Regions from separate parts of the Sus scrofa genome. Here all the other regions are linked to region 1. The links are chromatin contacts, called in public HiChIP or PLAC-seq maps. All regions are on one chromosome and are shown on one strand. Each heading gives the region's core, a stretch centred on a gene start, on an enhancer-like site or on the middle of the called end of the contact. The rest is flanking DNA. Distances are from core to core; before and after follow the strand shown.

What was found. HiChIP or PLAC-seq counts read pairs in DNA pulled down with a chosen protein or histone mark.
Region 2: a contact with region 1 is called in an H3K27ac HiChIP or PLAC-seq map of alveolar macrophages. The contact joins two enhancer-like sites. A contact is called at or near these places in 5 of 47 Hi-C or Micro-C datasets (embryonic fibroblasts, mesenteric adipose tissue, retroperitoneal adipose tissue and 1 more) and 1 of 2 datasets of contacts at active chromatin or transcription factors (alveolar macrophages).
Region 3: a contact with region 1 is called in an H3K27ac HiChIP or PLAC-seq map of alveolar macrophages. The contact joins two enhancer-like sites. A contact is called at or near these places in 1 of 5 promoter capture datasets (liver) and 1 of 2 datasets of contacts at active chromatin or transcription factors (alveolar macrophages).
Region 4: an H3K27ac HiChIP or PLAC-seq map of alveolar macrophages shows a contact between it and region 1. The contact joins the promoter of IKBKE here to the enhancer-like site in region 1. A contact is called at or near these places in 3 of 5 promoter capture datasets (fetal liver, fetal skeletal muscle and liver), 14 of 47 Hi-C or Micro-C datasets (embryonic fibroblasts, fetal heart ventricle, fetal liver and 8 more) and 2 of 2 datasets of contacts at active chromatin or transcription factors (alveolar macrophages and skeletal muscle).

Annotation. Positions count from the first base shown.
Region 1 is chr9:66,814,224-66,817,737 of Sscrofa11.1, forward strand. No RefSeq gene overlaps it. Among named protein-coding and RNA genes, the nearest start is that of SRGAP2, 22 kb to the right of the region's middle. Within about 2 kb of position 1,513, at least 3 of the 83 cell types and tissues checked have an H3K27ac peak or open chromatin away from gene starts, as enhancers often do. A contact at or near this core is called in alveolar macrophages and embryonic fibroblasts, where this site is marked.
Region 2 is chr9:67,218,621-67,222,134 of Sscrofa11.1, forward strand. The region is part of intron 2 of RASSF5 (ras association domain-containing protein 5); the gene reads left to right. Among named protein-coding and RNA genes, the nearest start is that of EIF2D, 41 kb to the right of the region's middle. Within about 2 kb of position 1,906, at least 19 of the 83 cell types and tissues checked have an H3K27ac peak or open chromatin away from gene starts, as enhancers often do. A contact at or near this core is called in alveolar macrophages, where this site is marked.
Region 3 is chr9:67,166,765-67,170,278 of Sscrofa11.1, forward strand. The region is part of intron 1 of RASSF5 (ras association domain-containing protein 5); the gene reads left to right. Among named protein-coding and RNA genes, the nearest start is that of RASSF5, 11 kb to the left of the region's middle. Within about 2 kb of position 1,782, at least 4 of the 83 cell types and tissues checked have an H3K27ac peak or open chromatin away from gene starts, as enhancers often do. A contact at or near this core is called in alveolar macrophages, where this site is marked.
Region 4 is chr9:67,121,254-67,124,767 of Sscrofa11.1, forward strand. It overlaps IKBKE (inhibitor of nuclear factor kappa-B kinase subunit epsilon), which reads left to right and starts at 1,802. Exons shown (of 22, transcript XR_002335790.1): 1 at 1,802-2,248; 2 at 2,834-2,923.

The DNA.
Region 1 (3,514 bases), core at 263-2,762:
TGTGGATTTAAGCCAATGCAGTGTATAAAATAAATTCAACAGTCTATACTTATTTGCTAGCCGATTGTGCCCCCGTTGGTCATCAGCCTTAGCATCAGTCAAACACTTATTCTTTATTCCTTACCAATCATTGATATTTAATTGCCGTTATGGGTTGGATTGCATCTTCCCAAATATTTATTTATTTATTTATTTAACCCCCAGTACCTCAGAATGTGAACTGATTTGGAGAAAGGGTCTTCACAGAGGTAATCAAATTAAAAAGAGACCATCAGGGTAGGCCCTCATCCAGTACAACTGGTGTCCTTATAAAAAGGGGAAATTTGGGAGTTCCCGTCGTGGCACAGTGGTTAACGAATCCGACTAGGAACCATGAGGTTGCGAGTTCGGTCCCTGCCCTTGCTCAGTGGGTTAAGGATCCGGCGTTGCCGTGAGCTGTGGTGTAGGTCGCAGACGCGGCTCGGATTCCGAGTTGCTGTGGCTCTGGTGTAGGCCGGCGGCTACAGCTCTGATTAGACCCCCTAGCCTGGGAACCTCCATATGCCGCGGGAGCGGCCCAAGAAATGGCAAAAAGACAAAAAAGGGGGGGGGGGGAATTTGGAGACAGACAGAGAGAAAGGAAGAACACCCGTGAAGATGGAAGACAGCTATACAGAGGCCTGAAACTGATCCTCCTCTTTTTTTTCTTTTTTTCATTTTAAAAAACATCAGTGAAGCAGAGTTGATTTACAATGTTGTGATAATTTCTGCTGTACAGCAGAGTGATTCAGTTATGCATATACACACATCCAATCTTTTTCAGATTCTTTTCCCATATAGGCTCTCACAGAATATTGACTAGACATCCCTGTGCAAGCTGATCTTTCTCTCACAGCCCTCAGAAAGAACCAACCCTCCCAACATCCTGATTTTGGGCTTCTAGCCTCCCAAACTGTGAGATAATAAGCATATGTTGTTTAAGCCACCCAGATGTGGTGCTTTGTTAGAGCAGACCTAGCAAACTAATACCATTGCCTCTGACAAATGAATAAGAATCTCTCCGCACAAATGAAATTAATCCATAGGCTGCTAGACTTGGAAAGGATCTCAGAAGACCAATTGCTCAACCCCCCTGTTTTGAAATAAGATGTCTAAGGTCGCTCAGCCAGTTGGTGACTCAGTCACCCTTTTAGCTCAGCCTTCCGTCCTTTCTTCTCATAGTCTGCTGGATAGTTCAGAGATGGTGGCAAAATCAGTCTATGGTGATGCTTAGATCCAAAACTTTGTCGGAAAGAATTTCCTTGGGACCACATGCAAGCATAGGCCCTTTCTAAGTATTTGCTGCTGGAAGCACCTGTTAATAGGAGAATTAATTGCCAGCAGGCTGCCAGCCAGAAGATTGATACCCAGTGGAACAGTGAGACAGGTATGGCTGGGCTGATAGGATCCATCATCTCTCCAGACAGGCCCTTGTTTGGGGTAAAGGTCTGCCTGGGGGATGGAGGGCTGCCCCCATCCGCTGAGGATGATTCACCAGCGTGACTTCATCATCTGTGGGTCAGAAGCTAGGGTCATGGGAGTTCCCATTATGGCTTAGCAGGTTATGAACCCCACTAGTATCCATGAGGATCCAGGTTCGATTCCTGGCCTCAATCGGTGGGTTAAAGATCTGGCGTTGCTGTGAGCTGCTGTTGTGTAGGTTGCAGGTGCAGCTTGGATTTGCTGTTGCCGTGGCTGTGTTGCAGGCCAACAGCTGCAGCTCCAATTTGACCCCTAGCCTGGGAACTTCCATATGCTGCAGGTGTGGCCCTACAAAGCAGAAAAGAAAAAAAAAGAAGCAGTTCAGGTTCATGTGCCTGGGGTGGGGGCTGGGGAAACAGAGCCTGAGTAATGCTTCATAGTGGGTGTGGAGACTTGTTCTAATAGTAAGCACGCTATTGATTAAAGTACCTGACATAAGTAATTGCTGGAGCTCCCAAACCAGCCATCACCTAGGATTATAGAGATCCAATCTAATATGAGACAGAAAGCCCAGTTTCAACTCTACAGCAGAAGCCTTTGAAAAGAGTCCAGGAGTAATTGGCATTTAATCAATGCAATCATTCTCCCAGCACATGGCTTCTGCAGCTTTAGGCCTCCTTGCAACCACTGAACTGCAAAAGGGTGAATATGTCCATTTCATTTCACCACCAACATTTGATTCACAGTCCTAGACAAGGGCTAAATGGAAATACATTCACATTTTTATATTTGAGAAACACAAGTTCACTGTCAGTAAGAATTCAGTCTCAAATTAACGACGGTATAAACAGCGATGGGTATTTTCCCTTTACAGAGGCCTGATCAGCATTAATTTTTTGACAGACAGGAGAGAAAAAGCTGCGGCAGGCTGCTAAGCATTTGCTTTTCATTTACTCTTCTCCAAACCTTCCATGAAACATGGGGAAGGGTATGACGGCTCTTCTTTCCCTGAGATCTGGAAGAACATATACCCCTTGTAACTAGGGGACAAATAAATATTGATTTTGCCTTTGGTTTTTCTTCATAAAGTGTTATCATCAGGCATCAAATTGGATATTTAAAGGAGAATATACTTCTCTTGGAACAGCGATGCTATACCCTCCCTCCTTTTCCTGGTGGGGTTCATAGTGTTCACTCATCCTATAGACAGCAACCAGAAAAGAGAGAAGGCCCAACTTTCAGCATCTCACAAGTCTTTCATGTACGGTCTGTAAGAGGAAGTGGGGAGGGAAAAAGAAGTATTCTTGAACTCAAAGACCCATAAATGGGTACTTAGATTTGTTTGTTTGTTTACGGCCGCACCCGAAGCACATAGAAGTTCCCAGACAAAGGGTTGAATCAGAGCTGCATCTGTGACCTATACCACAGCTCACAGCAACACCAGATCCTTAACCCAATGAGGGAGGCCAGGAATCAAACCCGAGTCCTCCTGGATGCTAGTCAGGTTCATTACCGTTGAGCCACAATGGGAACTCTGGAGTTAGATCTATTCTTTTTTTGGGGGGGGGGTCTTTTTATGGCAGCACCCTTATGGAGGTTCCCAGGCTGGGGGTTGAATTGGAGGTGTAGCTGCCAGCCTGTTATCTGCAACTGAACTCTCACTGATACAGAAAGCAACCAGAGACCAAATAGCAGACTGCTGCAGTAGGCCCTGGAGTAGAGGAAGATGTGGGGTGTATTTGAAAGAGCTCCAGCTCTCTGATGGATTGGAAGGGAGTAGGAGAGAAAGTGCAGAAGATGTGAAGGATGGAATCAAGAATGACTCCAAGGGGAATTCCCGTCATGGCTCAGCGGTTAACGAATCTGACTCGCATCCATGAGGACGCAGGTTCTATCCCTGGCCTTGCTCGGTGGGTTATGGATCCGGCGTTGCCGTGAGCTCTGGTGTGGGTCGCAGAGGCAGCTTGGATCTGGCATTGCTGTAACTGTGGTGTAGGCCAGCAGCTGTAGCTCCACATCACCCCCTAGCCTGGGACCCTCCATATGCCACAGGTGTGGCCCTAAAAAAAAAAAA
Region 2 (3,514 bases), core at 656-3,155, 400 kb after region 1:
ATTTATATGGTGCTGAGCACTTCCAGGTGCGTGATCTCATTCCATCGCTGCCATGAATGTATAAAGAAGTCCTTCATAGGAGTTCCTGTCGTAGCGCAGTGGTTAACGAATCCAACTAGGAACCATGAGGTTGCGGGTTCGATCCCTGGCCTTGCTCAGTGGGTTAAGGATCCGGCATTGCCGTGAGCTGTGCTGTAGGTTGCATACGCGGCTTGGATCCCATGTTGCCATGGCTGTGGTGTAGGCCAGTGGCTACAACTCTGCTTGGACCCCTAGCCTGGGAACCTCCATATGCTGCCCTATAAAGACAAAAAAAAGAAAAAAGAAGAAGTCCTTCATATCTGTATTTTGCAGGCAAAGAAAACCAAGTCTTAGTGAGAATGACTTGCTCGTATTGACAGAAGACCAAGGGTCTGGTGGGCAAAGGCCAACATGTGGCCAGCTGTGCGGGCAGCAAACCTACCTTCCTTGCTGAGCTATCACAGGGATTAAATGAGATTGTGACCTCGAAGCCCTGAGAGTGCCTAGCTGTAGAGGTTTCTATCACCTTGATGAAGCAGGGCGGGGCCTGAACCTGGCTGCGTAGCTCCAAGGCCACAGAAGTCTCCCAGCCTTCTGTGTGGGGCTCCTGCTACACCAGATGACCTGCTTCTGCCTGTAGACTGAGATGGCCATGGGAAAAATCAAGGGACACTGTACCCAGGCTCCAGAACATGCTGACAGCCCAGAGAGTCCACTAGCATGACACCCATACACATGGAGCTGGGCCGGGCAGCCTGGAAAGCCTCTGAGGCTCAGCCCCGGCTTACAACATCCTTGTTCCAGTGTCCACAGCAAATGTGTCTCTGTCTTCGCTCCTCACATAACCTGTGGGCTCCAAGGACAGGGACCACACCCCATCAATTTCATGTCCCAAGGTGCCTTTCCCAGTCCTCACCTCATAGTCAGTTCATTCAGTTACTGTTGGCTGACTCTCTGCATTGACCATCTGCTGTATATTTTTGTCTTTGGGGACGTCAGTCTCTTTCCAGTTTCTCAAATGTCCCCTCCCCTTTTGTCCCTGCTCCTCCCCTATCTCCCCCCAAAGCAGCTCAGATGCCACATAGCTCTGCTTGTCTGGATGGCTGCATGCTTCCATCTTTCCTCTGCTGGGAATAACCTAGCAAAGAATACAGGTTAGGAGTTTCTGATTCGTTTATTTCGGGACATTGGACAGCTCCATGGAGGACTGTCTGGGAATCAACACCTTCAGTGCCATGGGCACAGCTGGGTAAGCCATTCCAGAACACGGCCCCATCGGGACCAGGAGGCGTCCCTGGGATGAAGCCCCTTGGGGCTTCCTCTTTCCCATTTGGTTGAGACCATCACAGAGGGGCCAGTGAGCCTTGTGCTCTGGGCATCGAGCAGGGAGTTCTGAACCCAGCCCAGATGGACAGTGCCTGCCCCTTCCCTTCGGGGGCCCTTAGTTAGGACAGGCCCAACAGAAATGCAGGGGGCTTGGGGTCAGCCCAGCCACTGGGCAGCAGGATGGCACGGAAGGCACCTGCAGGTGGTCATTGTCTTGCAGCCGATGCCTGGGGCCTTCCTCCCTGACCGAGGCCTGGAGATGGTTTCCACCCAACGGGCAGGAGAATTGCTGCTGACAGATTTGCTAAGAGCTAAGAAAGAGGAAATGTGGCAAAGGCTCACGGTGACTGGCTTCCGGGGTCGTTTTTGTTTTGTTTTCTTAAACTGTTTGAGCTCAATAGATGTGGACCTACTCGAGCTTGGTGAACGTGAGGTCTGGCAGACGAGTTCAGAAAGCCAGCAGCAAGTAAAAAGAAAAGTCAAATTATAGAGAAACGTGCAAAATGGTCTTAGTGTGTTTTAGGCCAGTCATCACTGCTGCAGTTCAGCCCAGCCCAGCGCCCAGCTCTCCTCCGAGAGGCCCCCTCCCCACACCCAGTTCTCTGAAACAGAAGAGGAAGCAGGAGTTCCCATCGTGGCGCAGTGGTTAACAAATCCGACTAGGAACCATGAGGTTGTGGGTTCGATCCCTGGCCTCACTCAGTGGGTTAAGGATCCGGCATTGCTGTGAGCTGTGGTGTAGGTCGCAGGCGTGGCTTGGCTCTGGCATTGCTGTGGCTGTGGTGTAGGCCAGTGGCTATAGCTCCGATTAGACCCCTAGCCTGGGAACCTCCATATGCCACGGGTGTGGTCCTAAAAAGACAAAAGACAAAAAAAACAAACAAAAAAACAGAAGAGGAAGCAGTGAGGAAGGAAACTACCCTATCCTATCTTCTGTGTAAAACCATAGAGCTGCAGAGGGCCTTCGGCCTTCTCTGGTCTGGCTTCATGATTTCACAGATGAGGAAACTGAGGCCCTGAGATGGGAAGTGACTCACCAGAGGTCACAGGTCATTTGATGGTCTTGTGTTCATTCTCACCAAGAAACTGCAAAGAGCTTAGCCAGGGAGTTGGCTTCCAGCCAAAGCCTACAGCCCCACACAGCCAGCAGCTTCTCAGTGGCCGCCCCTTGGGGTACAGGTCAGTGTGAGGTGCCCTTGGACCTGACTGGTGCCCATGCCAGGCTCTGGGCTGAGAATCACCCAAGCTGGTCTGCCCTTTCCCTGCCACCCAATCAACAGTTTTTTTGTTTTTGTTTTTGTTTTGGTCTTTTTAGGGCTGTGCCCGCAGCATATGAAGGTTCCCAGGCTAGGGGTTGAATCGTATCGCCGCTGGCTTACACCACAGCCACAGCCATGCCAGATCTGAGCCTTGTCTGCAGTCGACACCACAGCTCACAGCAACGCCAGATCCTTAACCCACTGAGCAAGGCCAGGGATTGAACCCGCAACCTCATGGTTCCTAGTCAGATCTGTTCCCACTGCCCCAGGACGGGAACTCCTCAATCAGCAGGCATTTATCTGACACATCCTTGCAGGTCAACCCAGTACTCACACAGCCCCGCAGGGAGTGCAAAGGAAGCGCAATCATCAGATATCACGCATGACTCCCCTCCAGGGAGCGTCTTATTGGGGAGATGGAATTAACACATGTGAAACAATAATTAAAACAATAAAAGGCAGTGTATAATTAGATGCTAAATGTAGCTGTTCAGGCTGTGAAGACACCTCCATAGGCCCTTGAAAGCATGGAGGTAACTAATGTTAGTAGGAGCTGCAGAGGTCCATGGCCTGTGGGAGTTTGCAGGAATCTGAGGCTTTGGGGTCATGGGGCTTTCGTTTGGGAGTGAGTCCCTGGGCCAGTGAGTGAGTCTGGCTGCCCACCTGCATCCTTCCTTGGCCAGCTTGTTGTCTCCTCCTTGGGGAAGGGAGGAGAGAAAGCAGAACTCCAATGAAGCCATAAAGCCTTTGTCTATTTGTGAAAATTATCTATTAAGAGGTAGCAAAATGGTGCAGCGGAAAAGTATCCATTCAGTGAGAGTGAAGTTAGGAGTTCCTGTTGTGGCTCAACACTAGTGAACCCGACTACTATCCATGAGGGCGTGGGTTCAATCCCTGGCCTTGCTCAG
Region 3 (3,514 bases), core at 532-3,031, 350 kb after region 1:
GAGATGACCCAGATCTTTAGCAGCAAAACCAGCTCCAGAATCCAACATAACCTTTTGCCCTATGAGCTAATGCCATTGAACAGGCAAGGTGGCACAGTTTCCTCATTCATCTGCCTGCCTTCTGCCAATGAATGCTGCAAAGTCCAGGAGTTCTCTTACACAAAGGGGGTTTTAAAGATCTGGCATTGTCACTGCAGCAGCTTGGGCCACTGCTGTGGCGTGGGTTCATTCCCTGGCCTGGGAACTTCCACATGCCCTGGGCATGGCCAAAAAAAAAAAAGGAGAGAGAAGAAAAGAGCCAGAGGTTGGGTAAGCCACTTGTTGCAAGCTAGAGGATCCAGTATTGCCTGGATCCTTGAGGTCAGCCTGTTTTTAGAGTTTACTTTCTTCTTCTTCTTCTTTTTTTTTTTTTTTTTTTTTTTTTTTTTGGCTTTTTAGGGCTGCCCCTGTGGCATATGGAAGTTCCCAAGCTAAGGGTCCGATTGAAGCTGTAGCTGCTGGCCTATACCACAGCCACAGCAATGTGGGATCTGAGCCGCGTCTGCAACCTACACCACAGCTCACAGCAACGCTGGATCGTTAACCCACTAATAAAGGCCAGGGATTGAACCCACGTCCTCATGAATACTAATCAGATTGGTTTCCACTGCGCCACAACAGGAGCTCCTAGTGTTCAGTTTCTAAATAGATTTTCAGCATGTGTAAATAAGGAGGTCTCTAAACAAAAGATGAGGCTTTTCTAAATCCCAAAATAAAAGAAACGGGCATGTCTCTCCCCATGCCACCCCACTGGTATTAGGTGTGTGTAGGGGAGTGGGCGTGGACATGCAGATTCAAGATCTTTTCCTGACCCAGGCTCAGAGTTGATGACACAAGACCTGACCAAAGAGAAGTTAGGTTATGCCTCAGAGGGGACAGCTGTAGGGAGAAGAGTTGGATCAAGATTGGAAAATAGCAGGAAGCCAAAAAAAAAAAAAAAAGACTGGAAAATAAACAGCTTTGCACAACAGACCTCCAGCTTTGTCCCAGGCAGTGGTGTGGCTGTGTGGGGAACAGCAAATCTGGGGAAAGCCCCCCAGTTCCACCGCAGCTCTGACTGTGTGTCTCCAGGTCAAGCTCCTATTCGAGTATTGTCACTTAGTTTCCTTGCTGACCTGGAGGAAGCTGTTCTTTTCCATCCAAGTTGAATGGAAGCTGGAGGTTTTGTGGTTTCTGTTGAAATAATTATGTCCTTTCTGCAACCCAGGAAAGTATTAAAAATCCAAAAAAAAAAAAAAACCCTCCGAGATGCTTTATTATTTAAATGGAGCAAAAGATTCCAGCTGTAACTTGAGAATTTTTAGGAGAAAAGGTGAGCATACAGTATGTACATGTCTGTTCTGGGGATACATGTTTTAAAGAGCCTTCTAGAAGGATCTTTATATGACTCACGTATTTCAAGGTGAGCATCTGTTGTAACCCCAGCGTGTGAGATAGTGAAGCCTGTTCCTTCAAATTATGTTGGCCTTGACTGGACTCTATCTTCAGCAAGGAGGTCATAGGGTCAAGGCATAGACGGTGGGGCAGCAGGAGCTCATTGTGTTCCTCCTAAAATATCCCTGCAGTAGAAACTCTATCCAAGTTTTCAAAAGGACAGGAGTGAAGATTCTAGAACTTGCCAAAGCCCCATCGAGTTTCTTGGCCAGTTCTTTCCAGCTGGCTTCCCCCATGGCTTAAACTGTCCAAAAAACCGTCTCTGTGATGAGGAAAAGGAGAAGTGAGACCAGTACATCCTCGAGCCCGAGTGGGGGCATTCAGGAGGGATTTTCCCCCATTACCCATGACTCATGATGTAAAATTCCCCCGGCATGTGCATGTCCTCTCGTCTGAGCCTGGGAGCGGGAATGCCGCCCTTGCCCGTGCCCGGCCAGGAGGGAGTCCCGGGGCCCTCGTGGAGATCTTTTGTCCCGGTGGGGCAAGGGACCTGGGCTCCCAACCATGTATGATGCCCCCGGTGTCACTGCAGGATGTGACCTAACTCAGTGGGCCTCGTCTGTGCAGAGCTGCTTAGTAAACTAGAGGGTCAAAAAAAGACCTTTGGCGGAAGTTCCTGTTGTGGCTCAGTGATAATGAGTCTGACTAGGAACCAGGAGGATGCGGGTTCGATCCCTGAGGTCGCTCAGTGAATTAAGGATCTGGCGTTGCTGTGAGCCGTGCTATAGGTCAAAGACACAGCTGGGATCTGGTGTTGCTGTGGCTGTGGCGTAGGCCAGCAGCTGTAGCTCCGATTCTACCCCTAGCCTGGGAACTTCCATATGCCGCAGGTGCAGCCCTAAAAAGCAAAACGCCACCAACAAAAAACCACCATTGGCACCACCCCTCCCCCAGGAAGCATTAGGGAGAAAGAGCCAATGTCGCAGCCTGAGGAAGGGAGCATTTGGGGGCATTTCTATATGAAATAGATGACTTGTAAATAATGGGCTTTATTGTTGCTGCATGGAGTACCGGGGGCCTCAGCAGTGAGGGGTGATCTAGATGGGTCCTCCAGGACAGAGTTCCTTTGAGGGGGCAATGATAGGGGACCCGACCTGGAGTGTCAGGGGCAGCTTGGGTTTGTTCTACCATTTTCTCTCTGTGACCCGAGGCCCTGGACTCTGGGCTAGGATGCCATGCAGTGTTCTCTGTGCACTCGGCCTTTGTGGTACCTTTCCCTGGGTTCAGGAACAGTGCCCCTCCTTCCTCTAAAGCTGGCCCCCATGGGCGGTTGGTGGATGAGTTCTAGAACCTCTGGGCAGTGTGGGGGCAGGTGTCCCTCTCCAGTGGCTTTCGTGGAAGGCTCTGCTGCCTATCTACTGCCAGTCACCCTCTTGGCCTGGGTGACAGGGCCTCCCGGAATGCCCCCACCAGGACTCGGTTGCTTCTGGAAGTCACTGTTGAGGGGACACCCTGTAAGCCCCATTTTAGGGCAAGAGAACAATATTTCTACCTCCTTCATGAGTGACTCTTCTTCTTACTATATTTTTTTTTTTTTTTTTTTTTTGTCTTTTTGCTTTTTCTTGAGCCGCTCCCACAGCATATGGAGGTTCCCAGGCTAGGGGTCCAATTGGAGCTGTAGCTACCGGCCTACGCCAGAGCCACAGCAATGCGGAATCCGAGCCGCGTCTGTGACCTATATACCACAGTTCACGGCAACGCCGGATCCTTAACCCACTGAGCAAGTGCAGGGATCGAACCCACAACCTCATGGTTCCTAGTCGGATTCGTTAACCACTGAGCCACAATGGGAACTCCTGTTCTTTTCTTCTTTTCTCACTCTTCCTCCTGTGCTTGTCGCCTCTTCACTGCTCAGTTCTCTGTTCTCAGATGAATGGTCTGATCCTCTTAAGGCAACACCACTTCCTATGGGTCCGGGCGGCTGAAAGCTCTTCCCCGACCCCGGGCTCAGCAGGAGAGGATGTGAATGAGCCCAGTTGTCCCTTAGGAGCCTGTACTGCTGGTAAAGCATTATTAATCCAACATCCCCAAAGAAATCCAT
Region 4 (3,514 bases), core at 552-3,051, 310 kb after region 1:
CTCCCAGCTGTGCATTTTTCCCACAGCCTGGAAGCTCACACCTCTGACCTCTTCTCGGCCGAACCTACCTCCCTCTCAAGCTTGGTTGAGTATCTTTTCTCCTCACAAGCCCTTCTTGGTCAGCAGCACCCCCCCGCCCCAGCCATCCCCCTCTGCCAGGTTCACAGAGTCACTCCCTGCTGCAGTATAAACCTCATAACAGGAGTTCCCATCTTGGTGCAGTGGTTAATGAATCCAACTAGGAACCATGAGGTTGCAGGTTCGATCCCTGGCCTTGCTCAGTGGGTTAGGGATCCAGCGTTGCCGTGAGCTGTGGTGCAGTTTGCAGATGCGGCTTGGATCCCGCGTTGCTGTGGCTGTGGTATAGGCCGGTGGCTACAGCTCTGATTGGACCCCTAGCCTGGGAACCTCCTTATGCCGTGGGAGCAGCCCTAGAAAAGGCAAAAAGACAATAAATAAATAAATAAACAAATAAACAAACCTCATAACATTCACCATGCTGTCCTGAACAGCTCTGGGGGGTGCCTAGGTCTCCCCTTTGTGTCCTTAGCACACAGTGCCTGCTTCCTAGTAAATGCTAGACACACAGGCTCATCGCCTTTGAGGGTGCCTGAGGCCCTAGGAAGGGGATCAGGCTTGCTGCAGAGAGCGCTGAGGCATAGGGGGTGCTGGTGAGCCCTGGGCAGTTTCATGGGGGGTGGGGAATGAGTAGAGCTTTAGCGATAGGGTAGGTTAGGTTGCACAATTCAGTGGCTTAAAACAACAAAGGTTGATGTCTCACCAAAGCAACGTGTCCCCTGTGGGCCAGCAGACGGGTTCTGCTCGACAGGCACTCAAGGACTGGGACCGAGAGGGAAGTCACAACGTCTACCAGAATCACACTGTCTGTGGTGGGAGTGTCTTGCATCAGCAATTAAATGCTTTGGTTAAGAAATCACATGGCCCCGCTGAATCAGAGGGTGCCAAGGAAGTGCAGCTCGATCGTACACCAGGCAAGGGGGAAGCTGGGAAGCCCATTGAAGTACAGGCCTGAAGGATGCTCCTTCTCCTGGGCCTGCTGGGAGAGCAGCTCTGGCTGCCGGAGGGGGTGTGGTTTATCAGCCAGTGCCGGATCCGCAAATGTGAGCACAAGGCCGTTCTCAACTGGGCTCCCGTTCTGGTGTCACTGTGCTAGGGGTGGGGCTGCCGGAGGAAACCACCAGGTGTGGCCATGGGAAAGTCCCTCCGACTTTCTATTGAAACATGGAATTTCCTGGCTTTAACCACTTCTTATCCAGCTGCCATCTCGGAGCTGACCAGAGCGGGACTGACGGACTTCCAGCCTCCGAGGACACCTGGTTTGGGGCATTGAGTCCCACTGGGAAGCTGGCACACCTGGGTGCCAGCCCCAGCCATCTCTGATGATCACGGGAAAACTGCTGCAGGTGTGTGAGCCTCCATGCCCATCTGTAAAGCTCTTTCCAGGTGCCCGTGCATTTCCAAATATACTGTCCCGTGTCACCCACATGAGCAATAGAGTCAACATTACCACCCTCATGCCTTGGATGAGAAAAAACTATCTGGCAGGGGTCGTGTGCTGTGCTCAAGGCCACACTGGAAGCATGGCCCGGGTTCCAGTGCTTGCTCTCAGACCTCTGCAGGCTCACTGGGAAGATGAGCCAGAGCCAGGTTCTCCTAGAAGTGGCTGCTCATTGGCTCTGAACCTCCCTGGGGCTCCTGGGGGTGTGGGAAGTTGGTTTTCCCAGGCTGCTCTGCACTTGGATAACTGGCCCAACCTGCTCTGTAGAGTCCAGGCTGAACGCTACACTTCCCTGCTCGGGTGAACCACAGGAGATACAGAAATAGCACCCCGCAGCCCACCACAGCCACTCAGCCTCAGTTCCCAGCCTCTTTGTGGTTCACGCCCTGGTCCTATGGCCTCCACTTGGGAACTCAGAGCATCCTCTTTCTCCTTCCTGCCGGGGGTGGCGGCAGCCCAGCTGCCTCTGTCTCTTTAAGAGAGAGAAAGAACGAAATCAGGAAGTGTGAGAGAGCTGAAAGCCGGCGGGCAGGGAGCTGAGCCAGTGCTGGCCTTTGCTCCCAGCTCCCCTAGCTCCCCGGAGTGGCACCGAGCCACTTCAACTTCAGATCCCCAGGGTTGGTGGCCACCAGGATGTAATGAGTGCTGCCTATGAATGACAAAAAGCCCTGACATCTCTGCGGGCGCCACGCAGTCCCACAAGCCTGCATGCCCCACAGCCGAGATGGGGTGAGTGTGCTGAGTCCACTGGGGGGGGGGGTTGAATGAGGGAGCCTGGGGGGCCAGGCAGCTCAGGGTCAGCACTTAGCAGAGTGTCGGGGTGCTGGCCCTGTCAGCCCAGGCTCATGGCCCTCCCTCCATCTCTCTGCGGCTGCTGCCCCTCCCCCCAGAGATGCCCTGTGCTCCATCTCCGGTGGGTACCCAGACTGCTTAGAGGCCCATGGCGGGAGGCGGGGGGGTAGGTGCGTGGAAGAGTGCTGCTACCACCTACGGTGCTCCTTTCCCAGGCTCGGCTTCCCAACACCTGAAGCCAGCAATCAGCTCTGCCTCCGTACTTTTCTTCTGCTTCTGGCGCCTGCCCTCAACAATCCTGGGGGCCTTCTCACTGGCCCAGGTCTGGGAGGCGGGGGTGGGAGTGGCCAGGAGAATCTCCTAGAGCTGGCGAGTTGGGCTGGAAACCCCCAGCTCTGTAGGGGAGGGTGACAAACAGGAAAGGGTTAAAGGGCTGGGGCCGCAGGGGGCGCCTTTGATGGAGGCTGAGAATCACACAGCACCCAGGGGTGCCTCTCATCCGCCCTCTTCTTTCCGGTGTAGCTCAGCTCCTGGACTTGCCACAGACAGAAAACATAACACACACTCGCCCAGGAGAGTCTTTGCCTGATCCAGGACTGCTCAGAGCACGGGGTAAGTGCTTCTGGCCACAGTAGAGCCTGGAGGAGGAGGAAGAGGGCAAGGAAGGTGGGTGGGGCGGCAGGCTCAGGGCTCCACCACCCACCCTCATTCATTTGAATACCCCTGGAGGACAGTGAGAGCCCTTGCAGCACAATGGCTGCGGGGCTGGCGTCAGAGAGCACGCACAGCTGATCAGCTGCACTGTCCATCAGCTCCCAAGCACAGCCCCAGCAGGGCCAGGAGCAGAGCCCAGGGCGTGCTACCCTGTCCAGGGCTCTGCCCTCTGTGCCACACTGCCCATGCCTCAGAGCTTCAGCTATGCATCTGCCCCAGTGCAGCCCTGGGGAGGGTTTTGAAGGTGGTGACCTCTCCTCTGGCTGGGCCCTAGGCCTTGATTTCAGGATGTTCTACCTGATTTTACACTGCCAGGCCCCACTGGCTAAATCCTCCCCAGCCTTCGAGGGGAAAACCTCACCAGTTCATTCCTGCAGAGAGTTTCCCAGCCCCTCAGGTGCTTCTGTAAAATGCAAACACTAATCTATCTTCTGAAATTGGAATTGACCTCTGATCTCTTGAAGTGACCTCTGGCTCGAGTTGACCTTC